Regions from separate parts of the Mus musculus genome. Here all the other regions are linked to region 1. A link is a contact called in public promoter capture Hi-C data. All regions are on one chromosome and are shown on one strand. Each heading gives the region's core, a stretch centred on a gene start, on an enhancer-like site or on the middle of the called end of the contact. The rest is flanking DNA. Distances are from core to core; before and after follow the strand shown.

Region 1 (4,381 bases), core at 1,183-3,682:
GAACTCAGGGCCTCTGGAAGAGCAGCCAGGCTCTTAACCACTGAGCCATCTCTCTAGCCCTTCCCCATACTCTTAAGATATTAACTTTCATAGACTTAACATATTCCTCAAAAGCAATGACTTCTTCATCATTAGAGTCACTTTTTTTAGTTGTCTTACACATTTCCCCAGAATAGAAGACTTCTCCTCAATCAAAGTGAAGGGTTTGAAGAAGAACACAGCACAGTTTAAATCCACAAATGATGTGGTCATTGGAAACTTTATCCAAGTCATAAGTCCTATTTGCATCACACTTAGGCAGTTGGTTTTTGGCATGCATCCTACAAGAGTAGATTCATAGAATGACTTGACATACTGCATTATAAAATCATGCTTTAAACTGTTAACTTTCTACTCAAGTATAACATTATGCAGAAAGGGCAAAATTCAAGTGGTAAGCTCGATGTATTGTCATAAAGTGAAATGTTCATGGAACATCACTTGAGCCAAGAAACAGAACATTTTGAGCATCCTAGATGCCACTCCCAAGTACGACATTATGGCTTTTTAAAGCAATCATTAAAAAGTATATTTAGAGTCATCCAACACATGCAGTTGTGAGGTCATACCACCAGGAATAGTTATCATACTGTATTAAATTTCTTTAGCTAGGGATTCTGTGACAAATGACCTCTACAAGGATCCAAAATAGGATTGTTGAGGATATTTCAGGTCAATAGGTCTTGTCCTGATAGCAAGAGTTCTTGCTGGGTACTTTCTAGGTACCAGGTATGCAGTACTTTAACATATTAAAAATAGTTTAATCATTACACCCAGTTCATAGATGAGAATACTGAGGTAAAAGAAGGTTAACCAACGTTCCCAAAGGCACACAACTTCCAAACGGCAGAGTCTGGACCCCGAGCCAGGCAGTCTGGCTCCAGAGTCCACAAGCTTAGTCACCATACCATACTGCCCTATCCAGTGGTTTGTTGTTCAAAATAAAGTAAATGAGAGCAAACCCTGTAATATGAGAGATGTTGTAAGGACTCAAATATAAGGTTACTCCCTCTTTCCTGAGAGATGATTTTGGAAAAACAAAAAAGCAAAAAAACCTCACCCTATATTCAAACTTATACGGTATTTGCAGATGACTCCCAAATATTTATGCCCAGCCCAGACCGCTCCTTCAAATGTAGACCTACCTACCCAACATGCACTTCAAAGGCAGAAGCCCCAAATCCCAAGTCATCATCTTTCCAAGCCCATTCCCTTCCCCACCCCTGCTCACCACCACCCACCGGGCAGTGCAAGCCTGAAGCCCAGATAACCATGGAGCATCTCAGCCTCTCTTTCCATCTTCCATGATCATACTCCCTCCTTTTTCCCTAAGGTCCTTTGTCCTCTCTTCCTAGAAGTTCCCAGTTTCTCTGTGCCACTTGTACCTGCTAGAATGCCTTTCTTCCCTCACATCGATCACAGTCCTAAGGACAAGGTATAAAAGCTTCCAGGTTGCTTACTGTCATCCACTTAACTGACTTTACACACACATACAAAGCCTTCCTCCCAAATTGGTCCCTCAAGACCTTTGTCATCTTCTTACCCAGTTTTTCATTTTACTTATCTAGGGAAATACACTCTCAGACTACCACCAGCCCCTAAACTCTATGGTTTAATACCTCTCGATCTCTAAATTCACATTTGGGATGGACGAGGAAATAAGAGAATGAGAAGCCAGGGCTGACAGGGGGAAAGGGAATAGGATCACAGGGTAGTAAGTGAGTAGCAGAAAAGACCGGGGATGTTAAGATGGACGGAAGGAAAGAGGAGAGGACGGGGTGATGAAGGGAAGGGAAAGGTGTGAAGTAAGAGCGGTTATGGACAAAAGAAAGAGCCAGGAAAAGGGGTGGGGAGAAAAGGTGCAGAGAAGACGGACGAACAGACAGAGCAAGATAGCGGGCATTTGATGGAGGGAAGCTGGATACAGAAAGAACAACGAGAAGAGAGACCGGGAGAAGTGGGTAAAGAAGAGGTGTGAAGGGGTGAGACAGAACAGGGCAGTGGGGCAGAAGCGGACCATGGCGGAGTAGGGATGGAAGAACGAAGACCAGTACAGAATGGAGAAAGAAAAACGGAGAGGAGGAAGGGGACGGGACGGGACGAAAGGATCTGGCGCGGTAGTAGCCTGGAGAAGGGACGGCGCGGCGCTGGGGCGGGATCCGGCGCCCGGGCCTGGGGCCTGGGGCCGGGAAGTGGAGGGGTGGAGGGCGGGCGGGAGGCGCGGGGACCGCGGCAGCGCGGGTGGGGGCGGGGGCGGGGGCTCGGCGGAGGGCGGGGGCTCGGGTTACCGCGCGGAGGGAGGGAGGGGAGGGGGCTCGGGCCGCGGCGGCGCATCTTGCATCCTCCGCGGGGTGGCTGTGCAGGAGGCGGCGCCCCTGCGGCGGTGGCGGACAGACGGACGGACCGACCGACGGTCGAGCGAGCGCAGACAGACGGCGGCCCGCGCCGAGGGCACTGTGAGCCCGAGCCAGTCAAAGCGGACGATGCGCGGCCCCAGGCCCCGCACTGGCGGGCGCTGCCCCGGGGGCTGACCGCGGCCGGACTGCGCCCCAACACTGGGCGAGGGAGCCCGCACCGCATCGAGGTCAGTGACCGGCCCGTCCGGCCGCACCCGCGGGGTCGGTCGGCCTCCCCGACTGCGGCGGCGGCGGTGGCGGAGCCGGGGGCTTTGTTCTGAGCCGAGACAATGGGGGAGGGGGGGGCCGGGGCCTGCGGGAGAGGGCGAGCGTGAACGTGAGCATGGGGGCAGGGCCGGGGGGTCTTTGTGTGCGGGTGTCATCGAGTGGGAGTGTGTGGTGGTGCTTGAGTGTGCGGTTGGGGGGCGGGGGGTTGGTGGGTGAGGGCAGGACAGTGTGTGTGCAGTGAGTGTGAGTCAGTGAGTGTCCTCGCGCGGTTGTGTGTGCATGTGCGTGTCACTTGGAGGGGGTGTGGGTCAGAATGAGGGTGTGCCAGGACAAGCAGGTCCTTGTGAGGATGTGTGCCTGGGTGCCTTTTACCTGGCTCTATTGGAGCCATGTGTCAGAACGTATTGATGGGTGTGTGACAGAGACACAGAGACACAGACAAAGAAACGGAGGGAGCAGAAGTAAAGAGAAGCAGAGGGGAGAGGAGGAAGCCTGAGGTGGCAGTGTGTCACCCAAACTAGTATTCTAAGTGCATCCTGGTACCAGAGCCTGCAAGTTTCTGTCCAGGATGCTTAGATCAGAGTCCTGGTCAGGGGACAGAGAGAGGTCACTGCAAGCCTAGGTCCCACGTGGAGGGGGTGGGGAGAGAGAACTCAAAGGCACAATGAACTCAGTGTGCATGGGCTGGGCCCACAGCCACAGGTCATAGGCCAGAAAAATATTGTCACTTATGTCAACTCTTCAAATACCCATAGGGGACATAGTCATAATCCTCTTCAACCCACAGGGACCGAGTCCCAGGCAACATACATTCTCAAGAGATACACTCACAGCCTGGACACCCCTAAAGAGGAACTGTCAGAACCAACTTACACCCACTATAGATGCCTGCCAAGCTAGCATGTACCTGTGGAAGAAGTTCTCAGTGTGGTGTCCATACAACAGTAATGTTCCAGCCATGTTACATGAAGAGTCATTGCCACAGCCAACTCATACCACAGGAGACAATGGTGTTGCCAGCACCTCTCAGAACAACACATGCCAATTGGAAATACTATCAGGCAGGGCATGACAGGGATTTTTATGTATCTCCTCAGCCTGCTCACATAAGTCACAGGTGACTCAGAACTAATAGAAGGTTGTGTTGTAACTGTCCTTACCTCCGAACCTCTTGTACAACTTCTAGGAGACAGTCATGGACCATATATCCATACTACAAGGAAAGCTATATGGTATTGCTACTGCTAAAGAAGCCCTTTAGCTTCTAAGACTCACACTGTTACTCTTCATCCCCAGAACTCCAGAACTTCTGTCTCCTGGACACTGAGAGCTGGATGTGAGCTTTTCCCCCCTGGTCCTACATGCTACCATGGAAGTCTCCATGGAGTCTCCCTAAACACCAGCTGCACAATTTCCTCAGTTTCTTTCGCTCCTGGTATGCTCTTTTGTCCCATGACTACTCTGTTTGAACTCTTCCATCCCAACCTGTATTCCACTCTGAACATAGCTTCCATCTCTTTATAGCTTCCAGATGCCTTTTCTCCTGTTTTACTCTTTAACCCAGTGGTTCTCAACCTTCCTAATGCTGTGATCGTTTAATACCATTCTGTGGTGACCACCGGCCATAAAATCATTTTCAATGCTATTTTATAACTGTGTATTTTGCTACTGTTATTAATCCTAATATAAATACCTGTGTTTTTCAATGGCCTTCCCTC
Region 2 (4,381 bases), core at 1,007-3,506, 2.0 Mb before region 1:
CCACAAAATCTTTGGCATAAATTGTGCTGTGTCTACAAGATGTGCAGGGACAAAGATGGAGCAGAGACAAAGGGAATCACCAACCAAAGACTGGCCCAAATTGAGACCCATCCCATAGGCAACAACCAATCCCTGACACTATTAATGATAGTCTGTTAACTTACAAACAGGAGTCTAACATAACTGTCCTCTGAAAGACTCAACCCAGCAGCCAGTAGAAACAGATGCAGAACCCTACAGCCAAACTTCAGGCAGACTTATGGAAGAGTTGGGGAGAAAATTGAGGGATCCAAAGAGGACAGGAACTCCACAGGAAGACCAAAGGGGTCAATTAACCTGTACTCTTGGAGGCTACCAGACACTAAACCACCAACCAAAGAGTGAGCATGGACTGGACCTAGGCCCCCAACACATATGTAGTAGACGTATAACTTAGTCTTCAGGTCTTCATGCAGGTCCCCCAGCAACTGGAGCAGGCACACCACTAAACCTGTAGCCAGCCTGTGAATCCTATTCCCCTAACTGGGTTGCTTTGTCTGGTCTTAGTGGGAGAGGATGTGCCTAGTCCTGTAGGTGTGCCATGGTGGGGTGATTCTGGGGGTAGGGGGATCCTCTACCTCCTCAGAAAAGAAGAGGAGGGGGAAAATGCTGCAAGGAGCTGTGAGAGGAGGGTTGGGGGAGGAGGCTGATATCAGGATGTAAAATGAATAAATAAATTGATGAAAAAAGAAATATACTATTTAATGATAAAAACAAAGACATTATTTCTTTGCCATCATTCTTTAGCACATAAATATCACACTGGTATCTCTTCTGGGCTGGATTGTGTCACAGGGTTTGTTTTTTAAAATTGCTGTTTGAGCTACCAACTTGAATTTCATAATATATATGAAATTTTGCTTGAGATTGGGGCAGAATTTCAAGCAACTTCTGACAAGCCCTAAACATACTTCTGTCTTTTTTCCTATGTATGTACAAAATGTTGAGTTTCAGCATCAACAATTATATATATATTTAAAAAAATCTATGAACTCTGAAAAACATTGAAGATTCCTCAACTACCTTGTGTGGAATCAAATATTCAGCCAAGATTTAGTTCTTCTTGTAAAAGTAAGGAGTATATTCATCTCATTACTGTGTGAATTGATTTCATCTATAATAATGGGAAACTATTTATATAGCAAAGATTATTTTAAGACTTGGAAAAATGACTCAGCAGTTAAGAGAACTCACTCTTATAGAGAAGTAGAATTTGGCTTCCAGCATCCAGACTGGGTAGCTGACAACTGCCTCTAACTTCAGTTCTGGGGACCTGAGGCTTCCTAGTCCTGCTGTTGGGGGTACATGTCTCTCGTTGGAGCTAATGATTTGATGCAAATACCTTCATGAAATACCATTTTACAATCTGGGCTTTCCCCCTCTCTATACCAGAGACTAAAAACTCAGGGACTCGCACAAGCTAAGGTAACCATGTCCTGTATCTCAGTCCTTTGCTGCTGTTGTTGTTGTTGGGCTGGTGTTTGTGTTTTTTTTGGTTTTTCGAGACAGGGTTTCTCTGTGTAGCCCTGGCTGTCCTGGAACTCACTTTGTAGACCAGGCTGGCCTTGAACTCAGAAATTCGCCTGCCCCTGCCTCCCAAGTGCTGGGATTAAAGGCGTGCGCCACCACGCCCGGCTTGTGTGTTTGCTTTTCAACTTTAAGCTAGTCTTACTAAGTTGCCAAAGTTGACCTTTAACTCACTATGAAATGAGTTTTCCTTTTGCCACTTGCAAGCGTGGAAGAGGAAACCAAGGTTCTGAAATGCATTGTGAAGAATCTTCATAATCTGAACTTCTCATCCTGCCTCTGAGAGTCCGGTCCGGTCTCCCACTAAAGACTGGCTGCAGTCACCCCAATCCTGCAAACACTTGGTCCTGGGAGGCTAGGGTAGCAGCTCAGGAAGCATGTTAAATAAGATATGCAGTCTTCCTCTAGGCTGCAACTCTTCTTCAGTTTGCATTGTAAACAAGTTTACAGCAACCCCTTCCTTCATCTTGCCAGGCTCTTAACAAGCTGGGGAGGCTGAATTTTCCTCAAGGCTGCTGACATGCGCAGGAAAGTCAAGAAGCAGAGGGATCCCTGCATAGGGATCTTGGAGATAAGCCCCATTCCCACCCGGCCAGCTGCAGAAGCGCCAGGCTAGTCCTGTGCCAGAGTCATGTGACACAGAAGCTCGAATCCGTCGCTATGGGGCAGGAGTCAGCTCCTCAGCGGCCACTGCCGGATGTTTCATCATCCCCACCATCAAAGGCACTGTTCATCTCGAGGATAAGTCAGGCATCTCGCTCCAGGTGAGTTCTGCCGGGAAAGCGCGGGGCAGGAAGGAACCCGGGGCTAGGCGAACAGCCGCAGGCGGTGGCCGAGGCAGGATTCACGGGCGGTTTCCCAGCTGGTTGGGACAGTGGGCCTCAGGGCTAAGCTGCAGACTTTTCTGCAACAGGTTGGGATGAGAACAAACTGGCCTAGTGAGGGAGGAGCTGGGTGGAGTTGAGGGCTATTATAGGGAGGTTGGCCACGCCTCTTACAGGTATATGTTTGCCTCAGTTACTCATAGGAAGGTGCTAGTGAGTCCCCAAGCCACTCACTGCTCCACTGCTCCAGCGGAATCCGAAGTGAGTGTGGCAAGTCTCTAGAGAGGTGAGCTCTGTCCCCAGCCTTGCTGTTAGCTGGTAAGGATCCCACAGTCATTCCCCCCAGGATGGAGGCAGATGACCAATGAGGGCCTGGAGACACTAGCACTCTGGGATAGGTGTCAAGCCTGGTCCAGGGGTCTTCTTGGACCTGCAGCTAACCTCTGCACGCTGGTCCCAGAGAGAGCCTTCTGTATTAATACCTTTCTCTCTGCTAGTCCTGTAAGACATAAGATCAGCCAGGCTTAGAGCTGCCTAGCCCAGCATGGGTGAAATCTGAGGTCTGTCTTCACACTGTATCTGCCAGGACCAAACCTGTCACCGGGGCCACTGCGATTCTCATAGCCCTGAAGAAAATGAGTGTCAAGAAGAAAGATCTTATCACCTTACAGGACCCTGAAGCCAAGTACCCGCTGCCCTTGATTGAGAAGGAGGTAGTGGGTCACCTAAACCTCCCTCTGGTTAGGTGAAAGGGGAGGGTGGGGGTGGGGGAGAATGCTAGCTGGGGATATGAGGTGATCAGTCACCTCAGGACCAAATGGAGCACCTTTCTAAAGATCTGGACCACAAAGCAAAACTCCTAGAGAGTCAACAGAACCTGCCTACCTCTTTCTTCTTCTTCTTTTTCTAACCAGCAAATCAGTCACAACACCAGAAGGTTCCGCTTTGGGCTGCCCTCACCAGACCATGTCCTGGGGCTTCCTGTCGGTGAGCAGTGCTTGGTGACATGTCCAAGTCTGAGTGTTTGAGTACTTGGCTCCTATTAGCAATGGATTCCCATTCTTGTGGGATATGGAGGGTACACTGATATAACCCTGGACCACATGAATGGAGGGAATAGGCAGCTGGACTTGAGGACAGTGTCCCCATTGTCCCACTTGGACTGTCACAATAGTAATAGCTTGAGGAGCACTGATAAGACGTAAGCTTAGAGTCAGGAAGTTTAAGATCTCCTTAATGGCTCCTGTCCATGCAATTTAAGGCCAGTCCCTCACCATCTCTGACCTTCTTCCATCTATAGTATTTCCCAGGCTTTTCTGCCTACTTCAGGTATAGTGAGGGTAAAATGAATGATGGATATGAAAATTCAGAAACTTCATTGTGTTGTTCAGGGATGACAAGAACAGATGTTCCCTTGCAGTCAAGGCCCAATATACATGGGAATCACTAGCAGTGCAAATGCCCTAACTGGATGGATTATCTGAGGGGTCCTGAGACCCACTTGAGGAGGGACTCACTGTGGAAACCAATCCCAGCTGACCTCTTGAATTGTCCCGCTTCTAGTTTCATCAGTAACATCTCTAGACAGCTCATAAGATGAAAAACCTAAGGAACAAAGGTGGGACTGAGAAGCCCTTCCCCTTGTCTCCTAGAGGACAGCCTTACTAATGACCTACTTTTAAAGAAAGCTCTGACTTCAACTCTGCCAAGTGATGAGATTATAGTCTGAGGAGTCCTGCCGGGCTCCCGAGCCTGCTTGCTGTCCCTCACTCCTGTCACTGGGCGTTCCATTCCTCTGCTTAGCCTCTGTCATCACCCTGTTGGGAGGCAGCATGAAAGCACAAGCCACTTGAGAAATAGAATTTGTAGAAACTTCTCTGACCTGCTTTCTCTTCAGCCACAGTGGAAGCTGTGTGGTCAGAGGGACAAGGCAATGTAGTGCCCTCTAAGAGTCTTGATAGGAAAACTGGATGCCTCACAGCTCCACTAAC
Region 3 (4,381 bases), core at 832-3,331, 1.6 Mb before region 1:
TCCTTCAGGCCCACCCAGTGTGGAAACTGGGAGAGTCTAGGCACATGGGAAGCAGTCACTTCATTAAATGGAAGAGAGAGAGAACTGACCAGAAAGATGTGGCTTATTAAAGCCCAATTCAGAGACAGGCTGCATCCCCCTTCTCTTGTAAAGCCAAAGATGACAACTTGTCTGAGATAACAAGGAAAATCTGCTTCACAGGGGCAGGAACACAAAGAGAGGTGTCAGTACTAACATGAGCTTTGGGAAAAGTGTGTTAATAATGAGCTTGGTCCTGCTATGTAAGCACAGAACACCCCACACTCAGAGCATCTTTCTGGGATTCCTGGGGGGAGGTGAGGCACTTCCATTCATATCTGTGGTCTGTGGGGCACACGCTCATCCATCAAAGAGCCACTCAGAAGCTGGACAACCAAGCCTCCAGGGAAATCACTGCAATCTGTAGTTCTCCACTTAATTCTCCCCTTTGGAGTAAAAGATTGGAGATCATTTGAGAAATTTATTAATGTAACCATGAGCATGAAAAAAAAATAGATCCTCTGAGTACAGAAAAATGTGACAAACTTTTAACACCTGCCTTTGCCACACACACTGAGCATTGTCCTATTAAAGGTAGGTTGTTTAAATGGGCTCGTTCCTAGTTAAAAGTCAAGTCACTCTTTATCCTTTGTAAATGTATTTTTATAGAATGAACTGGCTTGAAATGAGAAATGCTCACATTTACTTGTTTGCACAGCAATTGCTTATTGCCAATGTCTGCACACAGGAACATCAAGGCAAAGGCCATTCTTTCATCCCTCTTTTAACAGTCTAACCATGATTTGCCTTTTAACATTTAAAACACTTAGACTGGAAAAATATTCGAGATTATGAGTCCTCCAGCCTAGAAGATGCTCAGGAAATATCCAAAAGGAATGAATGCATCTTTCCAGTGCCCAATGATGAGTAAGAAAACAGTAGGACTTGCAAACTGCTCAAATAAAACACCTTCCTCTGACCTTAATTGGTCAGATGCCAAAGTAAGCGAACTTTACAAAGTTAGGAGCCTCACAACTTTCACTAGGACAACTGCCAGCTGCAGCAAGCCCACCACTCTAGTGTGCCAAGCTATCACTGCGAGACAAACTGGGAGCCAAGGCCTCATTGCCTAAGCACCTTGAGACATGAAAGGAGAGGGTTCAGGCCCAGCCGCTCTAGTCGTGTGACTCTGGGGCCCGGCCCCAGACAAGATCTTGTCTGGTCCTTTCCACAGTAGAGCCTGGGGGGAAACTGGGCACTCAGGTTGAGCAGCTTCGGGTGGAAATCAGCCCGGCTGTGCCAAACTCCCAACTTCACAGAGTTTCCTTGGCTCTCAGATCCCACTCCCAGCTCCGAGGCCTCCGTGGCCTCGCCTGGCTCCCGGGCGCTCGCGAGTGAAGTGGCGGGCGCAGCCCCGAGCTCAGGAGCCGCCCCCAGGAGCCCAGCGCAGGTGGCGGGCGTGGTTCCTCCAAGCCTGCCCCAGCCCACCCTGGCTCGGCCTCCGCGCGGCAGCCTCCGCCCGAGTTCGCCGGGTTCCAGCATCAGGCCGTGGTGCGCTGGTTGTGGAGACCTACTTGGGCTCAATGGTCACCCATTGCCCTCCTCCAGTCTGCGTCGCTCTCCTGCCTCAGGCCCTGGCTAGGTCCCCAAGTCCCCATTTCAGGGCCCTCGAGTCGCGCCCGCCAGCGGCGGCGGCCGCGCTTACCTGGGTCGCGGAGCCGGGGTCTGGCACGGTCCCGCAGGTGGTAGATGAAATCTTGGCAGCTGTCGTGCTCCAGGGCCCCTCGGGCACAGAGCTCGGCCAGCAGCTGCAGCGCCTGGTGACAGAGCGCGTCCCTGGCCCCGGGCATCGCCCCCCCGCATCCTCGGACCGCGCCGGGCAGGCGGGCGCGGGAGAAAGCCCTCCGCCTGCCAGCTCAGAGCTGCCGCCGCCGCCGCCGCCACCGGCCGGTCCGCGCTCCCCACCCGAGCCGCAGCGCCAGCCGGGTCGGCCTCCCACCGGTTGCATGCAGCTCTCGGAGAGCCGCTCGCTCGGGCTTTCTCCGTCTCCCGCGCGGCCCCTCGTCCCTCCCTCGGCGCGGAGGGGAGGCGGCGCCGCACAGCCCAGCGCGCCTCTCCGCGCTCCGCCCGCTACTCGCGGCCGCCGGGGGCGGGGCCGGGTCAGGGGTGCGCGCCGCGGGCGGGGGTTTGCCGCGGCCGCCGCAGAGCAGGCGCGCCAGGTAGGGACCCGGGACGGGGGCGCTCGCCCACTGCAGGAGAAGCGCCTGATTCCGCTCCGGACCCTGCGCTGTGAGCGGCCGCGCCCAGGATCAGGAAGTACGAGCTGGTGCGCGTGCTAGACGCTCTTGGCACCCCATTTCTCCGCCCAGATGCAAACCTAGCATCCCTCAGGGCTCTGGAGCCACGCGTGGGTCCAAAGCACGTTCTCGGTTGTATGGAGCGAAGGCTGGAGGGTAGACTACACCTGCCGAGATCTCAGTACCTTCTTTAAACTTGGAAAGCGCGGTCTGAGCAGAAACCGCGGGCCCAGGGGTGTCACGCGCCCAAATGCGGGGTTTAGAGCCAAGATTTTCCAACAAAGAATGGATGCACAGCGTGATGGTGATTTGGAGAAGGTGGAGGCTCAGATAAGAAATGAGGACAGATGTATGGCCCTCCGGAAAGACGCTGAGGCTCACCTGGAGCTTTGCAGGTCCTGATTGGTTTTCTAAGAAGCTGATTGGAAATGCGAAGGTTGCCAGCATTTCCCTGGCACAGGAGACAGAGGATCCAGAATTTGTGGATGTTTGGAAAGACCTCAGTCACCTCTCATCTACCCATCTCTTCATTTTTTTAGGCACTCAGCCCAGAAATAACCACAAATTATTTAGCTTGTTTGTGTGCCCAAGGCACTGTGCCACAGCCTTTTGTATAGTTTCATTTAATTCTCTAGATAGAGAGCCTTAAACGTGTGTGTGTGTGTGTGTGTGTGTGTGTGTGTGTGTGTGTGTGTGTGATCTCCACGCTGCCACTAAAACAACAGACTCAAGAGAGGTGGTACTTGCCTAAGTTCATAAGAGACTTCTCCCCCACCCTCTCTCTCCCTGCCTCTCATCCACCCGCTCCTCTTTTTCTTTCTCCCTGATTCTCTTACATATTTATGTAATCCTAATGTCAAACTTCATTCTAGAACAATTAGCTAGGACTCTTACCCATAAGGATGTGCTGTCTAAGAATCATATTGCAAATAAGGAATATTTGCTCAACAGACAAAACTTGAAGTTGTGTGGTGAGCAGTGCTGGGTTTGGTGGAGTTTATATTAGAGTAATAGAGAATGGGCAGCTGTAGTTATAAAGGTAAATCCAGATAGCTGTGGAAAGGCACGTAGAGTCTATTTTGGGTTTCTATTTTTAGTTTGTTTGGTTTTTTTTTTTTTTCCCCACTTCCTAAACTTTTTCCTTTAAAACTAAGGCCCAGGGCTGGGGTGCAGATTAATTGGAAGAGTTGCTTATCTACCATACTCAAGGCTCTGGATTTCATCTAGAAACAAACAAACCCAGTATAGTGGCATAAGCCTGCAATCCGAGTGCTCTGAGGTTCAAGGTCATCCTTGGCTACATTCTGAAGTAGTCTGGGCAACACATGCCTCAAACAAACAAACAAAAACACCTAAGACAAACACAGCACACTGTGAAGGAGGGAACCAGCTGAGAACGAGCCAGTCCAGGAGACTGAGCAGGTGCTCTTCCAAAGGGGGGGAGGGTGGAGGGGGGACCACCAATGGCCATGACGCAGAGAAGGATGGTGTATGAAGAGGGGAAGTGCTTGTTCAAACCAATAGCAGTGTAACTCTTATGAGATGATGTCAGAAAGCTGAAAGCTGTGAATTCCGTTAGTAATAACTGGAAGAGATTAAAATCTGGTGATAGCCTAGACCAGACAGAAGCAAATGCTGACTTGGGAAACAGTCAAATTTGAAAGGCATTTTAAATATTAGGAAGACTGTAATGGATAGAATCTGAAAGAAAGAAAAGTAGCAACATGTGAAGAGGGGTGCTGGGTTTGGTAGCCCAAACTTGTAATCTCAGTCCTCAGAAAAGTAGAGGCAGAAGAATTCATTCAAGTTCAAAGCCAGCCAGGTCTTCATAGCAAGTTTCAAGCTAGCCAGAGATACACAGTAAGACTCAAAATATAAAACATGAAAAACAATTTGCACCCTAAAATAAAACAGAAAAACAAACCACAACATAAAAAACCCTCTGAAATCTCCCCAGATTCAAAAGCATACCTGGGACATATGTGGGTCTCTAGTGGCACATAGATGTTAGCCTAGAGCTGCATGACAGGGGTCTGTGGTCATTAATGGGAAAGAGAAAGTGAGTT

The links. Promoter capture Hi-C pulls out the DNA fragments that hold promoters and counts their contacts.
Region 2: a promoter capture Hi-C map of pre-B cells shows a contact between it and region 1. The contact joins the promoter of Cyb5r2 here to the promoter of Dchs1 in region 1. A contact is called at or near these places in 3 of 39 promoter capture datasets (cranial neural crest, frontonasal cranial neural crest and pre-B cells).
Region 3: a contact with region 1 is called in a promoter capture Hi-C map of liver, with 2.4 times the contacts expected there. The contact joins the promoter of Syt9 here to the promoter of Dchs1 in region 1. A contact is called at or near these places in 3 of 39 promoter capture datasets (cranial neural crest, hippocampal neurons and liver), 3 of 115 datasets of contacts at active chromatin or transcription factors (astrocytes, embryonic forebrain and embryonic stem cells) and 1 of 9 other capture datasets (embryonic stem cells).

The regions. Positions count from the first base shown.
Region 1 is chr7:105,785,601-105,789,981 of GRCm38.p6, reverse strand. Dchs1 (dachsous cadherin related 1) reads left to right here and starts at 2,432. Exons shown (of 21, transcript NM_001162943.1): 1 at 2,432-2,623.
Region 2 is chr7:107,755,907-107,760,287 of GRCm38.p6, reverse strand. It overlaps Cyb5r2 (cytochrome b5 reductase 2), which reads left to right and starts at 2,256. Exons shown (of 9, transcript NM_177216.4): 1 at 2,256-2,330; 2 at 2,977-3,103; 3 at 3,305-3,377. The coding sequence starts at 3,026.
Region 3 is chr7:107,368,490-107,372,870 of GRCm38.p6, reverse strand. It overlaps Syt9 (synaptotagmin IX), which reads right to left and starts at 2,081. Exons shown (of 7, transcript NM_021889.4): 1 at 1,724-2,081. The coding sequence starts at 1,868.